Linked DNA regions of Ovis canadensis: region 1 is linked to region 2. Evidence: chromatin contacts called from public Hi-C data. All regions are on one chromosome and are shown on one strand. The core of a region is the stretch at or near the end of the contact, and the rest is flanking DNA. Distances in the headings are between cores, read along the strand shown. Region 1 holds the start of CD9 (CD9 molecule). Region 2 has its middle 17 kb from the start of PLEKHG6.

The links. Hi-C and Micro-C count contacts between places; a contact is called where the count stands out from the background.
Region 1: a contact with region 2 is called in a Hi-C map of fibroblasts, with 4 times the contacts expected there. The contact joins the promoter of CD9 here to the enhancer-like site in region 2. A contact is called at or near these places in 2 of 2 Hi-C or Micro-C datasets (fibroblasts and lung).

Annotation. Positions count from the first base shown.
Region 1 is chr3:215,849,838-215,854,180 of ARS-UI_OviCan_v2, reverse strand. It overlaps CD9 (CD9 molecule), which reads left to right and starts at 1,473. Exons shown (of 8, transcript XM_069585885.1): 1 at 1,473-1,754. The coding sequence starts at 1,689.
Region 2 is chr3:215,768,000-215,772,239 of ARS-UI_OviCan_v2, reverse strand. No RefSeq gene overlaps it. Among named protein-coding and RNA genes, the nearest start is that of PLEKHG6, 17 kb to the right of the region's middle. Within about 2 kb of position 2,194, the one cell type or tissue checked has open chromatin away from gene starts, as enhancers often do. A contact at or near this core is called in fibroblasts, where this site is marked.

The DNA of each region.
Region 1 (4,343 bases), core at 224-2,723, 83 kb before region 2:
TTCATACCCATGACTCATTTATTTTGCAACTGAAAGTTTGTACCTCCTAATCTCCCTCACCTATTTCTCTCCTCCCCCTACCCACCTCCACTTGGCAACCAACTGTTGGTATCTCTGTATCTGTTTCTGGTTAGTTATACTTTTTTTTTTTTTTGGATTCCATTTGTCTTTCTCTCTCTGATTTATTTCACTTAGCAAAATACCCTCTAGGTTCATCTATGTGGTTGCAAGTTTTCCTTCTTTTTATGGGTAATATTTCATCATATATATATTTTTTTCTTTATCTATTCATCTATTGATGGACACTTCTGTTGTTTCCATATCTTGGCTGCTAGAAATAATGTTACAATGAACATAGGGGTGCAAATATATTTCCAAATAGTGTTTTCATTTTCTTTGGACAAATACCCAGGAGTGGAATTGCTGCGTAGTTCTATTTTTAATTTTTTAAAGAACCTCCATACTGCTTTCCATAATGGTTGTATCAATTTGTATTCCCTCTCAACAGTTTTGGGGGCTTCCCCGGTGGCTCAGATGGTAAAGAATCTGCCTGCAATGCGGGACACCTGGGTTCAATCCCAGGGTTGGGAAGATCCCCTGGAGGAGAGCATGGCAACCCATGCCAGTATTCTTGCCCGGATAATCCCATGGACAGAGGCGCCTGGTGGGCTGCAGTCCATGGGGTCGCAAAGAGTTGGATACAACTGAGTGACTAAGCACAGCCCAACAATCTAGGAGGGTTCCCTTTTCTCCACATCCTAACCAACATTTGTCATTTGCTGGACATTTTGGAGCAGAGGAGAAACACCCTAAGAACTCTGGCACAGGAGCTCAAAGATGTGACAGTGGGCAGTGGCAAGGGCAAGAAGGAGGGTGATGAGGGGAAGAGGCAAGAACAGAAGCCAGGCTACAGCCTTTCTCTTCTCTGGGGCATCTAAACCACAGATCCAGGAAGCAACCCCACATTGTCCAGCTCTCAGACCTATTACTATTCATTGATGGTATTTCAGGATTACTTCCATAAGCCCCTACGAATCCTCCCATCCGGAAGGCAAGCCTCCATGTGCCGAGTGAAGAGTGTGCTTCAGAGTTAAAGTGTACAAGGAGCCACCCCAGGGAGACAGAAACAGGGCAGTTTCTCTTCAAATCGGGCCCCAAGCAAGAAGAGCCCTCATTCTGCGCTCCACCTTGGGTAAGGGGCCTCTGCCCTCACCACCCACCGCGGAAGTTCTCCCTAGGGCAGAGGGCTCGGGAGGGGCAGAATCCAGGAGAGAACCGAGAGGAGTGAGGCCTTCACATAATTCCAGGATGAAATCGGCCAAGGATGACGTCCTAGAAAGACTCCAGGACGGTTGGGAGAAAAGGGAAGGCAAGGCGGGAAGTCAGGTCCGGCCAACTAGGTGGGGAGCACTGAGACAGAGGCGGGACGAGCCGCGGGCCCCCGGACCTGGGCGGGGCGTGGCAGGTGGGCCGGGGGCGGGGCCCGCGGGGCGTGGGCGGGGCGGGGCCGGGACCCGGCACATGCGCACCGCGGCGTCGCGCGCCCGAGGAGTGGCACTTTTTAAAAGTGCAGCCCCGAGGCCAGCCAGCAGCCGCGCGCACCTCAGTCCACAGCCCGGTCCCGCCCGTCCCGGCCTCACGCGGCCCCGTTTCACATCTGTCCAACCCAGGCCACTCTAGCTCGCATCATGCCGGTCAAAGGAGGCACCAAGTGCATCAAATACCTGCTCTTCGGATTTAACTTCATCTTCTGGGTGAGTGAGTGGACGGCCGCGCGCTCCTCTCGGGGTCCACCTGTCCGCCCGGCGCACTCAGTCCGCGATCGGTCTTGCCGGGCACTCGCCCCGCCTGCGCGGGGAAGACTCCTGGCGGGGAGGAGAGGGCTCTGCGGCCGCCAGCTAACTCCTCGGCCCGAGTCGAGACGGGCGGGGCGGGCGGGTTGGTCTGGGGCGCGTCCGAAGCGAGGCGGGCGGCTGACGAGCCCTGATGAGCTGCGGTTGGAGTTGGTGTATGCTCCCACCCCGAGCCCCTCAGAGTGCAGGAGGAAGAATCAGAGCACCCCTCTGCTGGGGACTTAAGGCCCTGATCGTGGGAGGCTGTGGCGGACTGTGCGGCTCGTGACCCGGGCGGGGTCCCCCGAGTATCCGGGGCCGCGAGGAGGGGAAGGATGCGGACGCCAAAAGGGACTAATGACTCGCCGGGGACGCTCAGCCAAGAGCTGTTGGCACGTTTGCACGGGAGGGGAAGGGACGCCCCAACCGCGGATGTCGGTGTCCCGGGACCCCATTCGTGAATGAAAGTCGGGGTCCCTCCTGCATCCCCGAGCTCTCAGACTGATTCTGAGCCGGCGTGAGAAAGTCCGAGCTCCCTCGAAACTACCTGAAAGACTAGCTTGTCTTGATTTTTTTTTTTCCCCAAAGGGCGATAAGTATCTGGACTGGAGAGAACTCCGAGGCAGTTGGGGAAGAGTTGGGGCCGATGCTTATCGGCGCCCGCGTGGGATGAGTCCCGTGTTTCTCCATTTCCGGGAGGGATCAGGTGGCCACCCCACCTCCTCCCCCGCCAGCCCACCCAGAAGCCGGGTGGGGCCACCGGGAGCGGACTGTCACCTGGGGAGGACGCAGGCCTGGGAGTTCCAGGACTCCCGCTGCCGGCCACTGGCAGCTTCTCAGCCTACGGCAGCCTGAGGCGGGCAGCGGGGAAGGGGAGAGGCCCCTCGGAGCCCTCCCTAGGGGGATTAAGGGGCCCCCCAGAGACAGAGGCAAGGGGTAGGGGACTTGGTGTCCTAGTTCCAGGGTCACTTCCCCCGCTCACAGGTGGACGGTTTTTCCCCTTTGCCATTAGGAAGGCATTTGGAAAGGCAGACCCTGTGCCGCTCTCCAGAGAGAGATGGCTATAGAAGCAGGGGCATGCCACAGGAGGTTTGTAACAAAACTACTTATTCACTCGGATCTGTTTCCCCATGAGCCCCAGGGGAAAGTCTCACAAGATTTGCTCCTCTCCCTGGAGCTGACGGGGTATGAGATGGACCTGCCCTTGTTCAAGTCATCACACCAAACACCTGCCCTAGTGAAGGTGGAGCATAGACGTGCCTTGCCCAGTCCAGGGCCTGCTCTAGGGAGACCCTCTGTTCCCATCAGTCCCAGCAGCCACCCAGCTAGCTGCCAACCTGGCTTCCTCCTCACCCCAACCAAGACACCAGAAAAGAATGTGGAAGGCGGGCTAGCCCCGCCTTTCCCCACCCTAGTCCTTTAAGGAGTTTTCCTCTAGCCCCTCCCTAGCACCTTCTTTCCCCTGCTAGTCCCCTGGTGACTCCTTGGCTTCCCAGGTGGCGCTAGTGGTAAAGAACCCACCAAGAGACATGGGTTCGACCCCTGGGTCGGGAAAATCCCCTGGAGGAGGAGGGCACAGGAAGCCATTCCAGTATTATTGCCTAGAGAATGCCATGGACAGAAGAGCTTGGCAGAGCCTGGTGGGCGACTCCCAGACCTCTCCGGCAGCCTCCAGCCTGCCACCCCACCCATGTCCAGAGCTGCCCCAACCTGGGCATCAGTGCTGCTGATGGGCAGTGTCACCTGAAACAGAGATGACTCATTTTGGGTGTAGAATTAGGAATGACTTTCGAGGTCATCCTGTCCAACTTCTTCACAGTAAAGAGGTGGGAACCGGAACTGGGCTGATCCGATCAGCATCACGGGAACCAAGCCAATACCTCAGCCCCTGGATCCTTTAGGTCCTGTCCTCTTACTTCTCCATCGCAAAACCAACAAGGGGGCCTGGCAACGGGTGGTGTGGGGGGTAAGCAATAGCTGCATGAATCTGAATCAGCTATTGTTGTCGCTGTTGTTGTTTCGTCGCTAAGTTGTGTCCAGCTCTTTTATGACCCCGTGGACTGTAGCCCACCAGGCTCCTCTGTGTGTGGGATTTCCCTGACAAGAATACTAGAGTGGATTGCCATTTCCTTCTCCAGGGGATCTTCCCGACCCAGTGATCAAACCCACATCCCCTGCATTGGCAGGAAGATTCGTTACCACTGAGCCCCCAGGGAAGCCCATTGTTCAGTACTCCTGTATTAAGGTCCCTATAGAGACGAAGCCCTCATCTCCTAGGAGGTGATGGAGTAAAGGAACACTGTGATCCCTTGTGCAGCACGGTACAGCCTGCAAAGTCCTTTTCCAAGTTCCACAATACGGTCAGAGCAGAAAGCATTATCCCCGTTTTTACCAATGACCAGGAAACCAGTTCCCAGAGAGGTTCTGTAACTTAGCCAGGGTCAGATGGCTGGAGAGCAACAGAGATAAATTTGAAAACAAGTCTGATGGGCTGCAGTGTACCCAGTGCAC
Region 2 (4,240 bases), core at 945-3,444:
TGTCGTCTCCGACTCTTTGCGACCCCATGGACTGCAGTCCGCCAGGCTCCTCTGTCCATGGGATTCTCCAGGCAAGAATACTGGAGTGGGTTGCTGTGCCCTCCTCCAGGGGATCTCCCCAACCCAGGGACTGAACCTGCGTCTCAGGTCTGCTGAATTGGCAGGCGGGTTCTTTACTGCTAGCACCACCAGGGAAGCCCAATAAGCACCCTGCTGCTGCTGCTGCTGCTGCTAAGTCGCTTCAGTCGGTCCGACTCTGTGCGACCCCATAGACAGCAGCCCACCAGGCTCCCGCGTCCCTGGGATTCTCCAGGCAAGAACACTGGAGTGGGTTGCCATTTCCTTCTCCAGTGCATAAAAGTGAAAAGTCAAAGTGAAGTCGCTCAGTCCTGTCCGACTCCTATGGAGTGGGGTGCCAGTGCCTTCTCCGAATAAGCACCCTAGTTCGCCACTTTTCACAAATTTGAAATGTGGCATTGATTACAGCTATCACTGCGTCTCGTTATGTTAATAGTTACTACCATCTTAAATATTTCATGTTCTTAAATATTTCGTCAGTGGGAGTAGTTGACACTGGCAAATCATTTTTCTTTCGTATGCAGTTTTGTTTACCTTGTAGAATGTGCCTTATACGTCCCTATTGCCCTGCTGTTATAGCCCCAAATTAGAAAAAAATCATCAATGCCTCAAAAGTGCTTCCTTGACTCATAAAAGCGGCGATGAAGATAGTAATAGGGATCTGACTACTCAGAACAATGCCATCCATAAAGTGTGAGCAGCATTCAGTGGGGTATGATATGTCCAAAGGGGCTGGGATGAAGGAAAATATGAGTGATTATTTCACACAATAAGAAAAAGAGAAACTGCAAATAGGAACTACCATAAACATTAGCTGGAAACTGGAGGGTTTGGGAGTCTTTTTTTTTTTGGCCACAATATGTGGCATGTGGGATCTTGGTTCCCTGACCAGGAACCAAACCAGTGGAAGCCTGGAATGGAAGCATGGAGTCTTAACCACTGGACCACCGAGGAAGTCCCAGAAGCTGGGTTTTGTTGACGATTCACCCCGTCCCCAGTGCATTATCAACTCTAAAATGTCAAATCAAGGCTCAAAGTCATCAAAACCTGTGTACTGGTCACAGGTTAAAGCCTACTGATTTTTTTTTCCAGAATAAGCCCAATATAGCATTTCCCAGGATAAAAATTTAATTTCTTGGTAGAGATGAAAAAAGGCCCCCAAATAGGCCCCCAAAAAGGCCCCCAAATAGGCATATCACTTCTAGTTGCCCTCACTCTTCAGAGCAAAAGAACAGAAAAGACACAACAGAAAAGACAGACGAACCAGTTGTGGAGCTAGTGATATAAACACTTGGCAAGAAAGCAGTTTGATGAAATGCCACTGCAGGATGTCCTAGAACAATGGCACGCCGAGTTCATGAGCAATCGCCGTTAGGTGCAGATGCCAACATTCAAGTCTCCAGGTGAAAAGTTTCATATCCAGACTATGCAATAGCTTTTAGAAAGGGGAAAACATAGATGATGGCAAAGCAGTCACTGAATTTTTGTTCTGCTTATCTCTAAAATGTTCTACTGCCAGAGGACAATGTTTTATTAGAGGTTATTTGGTAAATGAAAAAGATACCTTGGAATTCTAACAAAGGAGATCTTCCGACCCTGTTTCAGTTTCTCCCTCTGAAAAGTGGGAATGGTGCTGTTAACAGCAATAATAATGCCTGTTTCCTACAGAGGTGGTTAAGATTAGCGAAGAACTACACAGAAAGCAATGCCTGGCATATCGAAAACACTCAATGGGGACTTCCCTGGTGGTGCAGTGGCTAAGGCTCCGGGCTCCCAGTGCAGGGGGCCTGTGTTCAATCCCTGTTTAAGGAACTAGATCCCACATGCTGCCACTAAGAGTTCGCATGTCACAACTGAAGACTCCGCATGCTGCCACGGAGGTCAACACCCAGCAGTTAAAAAATTAAGGAAGTACTCAATGAAGGTGAGTTATTGTTATCATTCCATGAATGTTGGTTTGAACACTGCTGAATTCAGAGAACCACTGACAGTCCTCAATATGTGTCCTGAACCTAATTCAGTGTTGGAGGAAATAGAAAACATTTTCATCGTGAGTCAAACTGCAGTCACGAAGGCTACATTCTTTTCAACATGGTCATAGAAATAGAAGTACAGGAACCTGCTTCCTTTTGCCAAGCCCTGGGAAGTACATAGATGCTGGAGGGCAGAGGAGTTCACGTCAGTTCTGTTTTGTTTTAGCATTTTTACTGAGATACAATTCACATAGCATAAAATTCACTTTTTTTTAATTTAGTTTTTTTTTTTTGGCCACACCACATGGCATACAGGGTCTTAGTTCCCTGACCAGGGATCAAGCTCTTGCCCCCTGCAATAGAAGTGTGGACTCCTAACCACTGGACCACCAGGTAAGTCCCCAAATTCACCATTTTAAAGTGTATATTTTTAGTATATTCACTCTGTTGTACAACCATCAATGCTATCTAATTTCCAGAACATTCCTATCACCCTAAAAAGAAACCCCATACCTATTAGCTGTTAGTCTAAATTCTCTTCTTCCCCCAACCACTGGCAACTGCTAATCTACTTCCTGTCGTCTATGGCTTTGCCTGTTCTGGATATTTCCACATAAATGGCTTCTTACGCTAGGTGGTCTTTTCTCTCTGATTTCCTTCACTCAGCACCATATTCTCAAAGTTAATCCATGTTGTGGCACGTAATAGTACTTGACTCCTCTTTACAGCTGAATAATATTCTGCTGTATGGATAGACCCCATTTTGCTTATTTATTCATCGGTAGATGGACATTGGATTGTTTCTGGTTTGGGGCTATTTTGAATAATCCTGCTGTGAACATTCATGCACGAGCATGTGTGTGAATGAATATTTTCAATTGTCTCAGGTGTACGTGAATGAAATTGCTGAGTCAGATGGTAATTCTGTATTTTACCTTTTGAGGAACTGCCAAACTGCTTCCCACAGCAGCTGAAATATTTTACACTCCCAGGAGCGATGTATGAGGATTCTACTTTCTCCACATTCTCACCAACACTTGTCGATGCTGTTGTATTATAATTATATATTATAATTATTATAACTATCCTAGTGGATGTGAAGTAGCATCTCATTATCATTTTGATTTACATTTCCCCAGTAACTAATAATGTTAAAAACATCTTTCCATGTGATTTTTGACCGTTTGTTTACCTTCTTTGGAAAAATGTCTATTCATACTCTTTGCCCAATTTTTTAACTAGGTGATCTTTTTAATATTGAGTTGTAAGAGTTCCTTTCATAGTCTGGACACTAGCTCCCTATCTTATATATGATTTGCAAATATTTTCTCCCATTCTGTGAACTGTATTTTCATGTTCTTATTTGTGTTCTTTGACCGCAAAAGTTTTATTTTTGATGAGGTCCAACTGATTTGTATTTTTTCCTCCTTGATTGCTTGTGTTTTTGTTCTCATTTCTAAGAATCCATTGCCTAATCAAAGGTCGCACAAACTTTCATATGTTTTCTTCTAAAGTTTTCTAGTTTTAGCTCTTACATTTAGGTCTTTGATCTCTTTTGAGTTCAGTTCTTTTTTAAAAGATTTTTTTGTAATGTAGACCATTTTAAAGTCTTTATTGAATCTATTATATACAATACTGTTTCTTTTTTGTGTTTTGGTTTTCTGGCCTCAAGATGTGTGGGCTCTTAGCTCCCCAGCAAAGGATGGAAGCTGCTCCCCCTGCACTGGAAGGTGAAGTCTTAATCGCTGGGCCACCAGGGAAGTCCCTTGAGTTAAGTTTTGTTTCTGGTATGAAGGAAGGGTTCAAATGCATTCTTTCGTATGTGGATATCTAGTTTTACCAGCATCTTTTGTTGAAAAAGCTAATCTTTCCCCCATTTATTCGTCTTGGCACCTTTATTGATCATAAATGTATGAGTTTGTTTCCGGACTCTCAATTCTATCCCATTCATCTATGTCTGTCCTTATGCTAATTTCACACTGTCTTGATTACTGTAGCTTTGTCACAAGTTTTAAAATTGGCAAGTGTGAGTCCTTCAACCTTGTCCTTCTGTTTTCAAGATTTTACTGGTTATTCCCGGTTCCTTGCAGTTTTGTATGCAATTTAGGATTAGCCTGTCTATTTCTGAAAAAAAGAAAAGAAAAGAAAAGAAAAGCGGTATTAACAGAGATTTCGTTGAATCTGTAGAT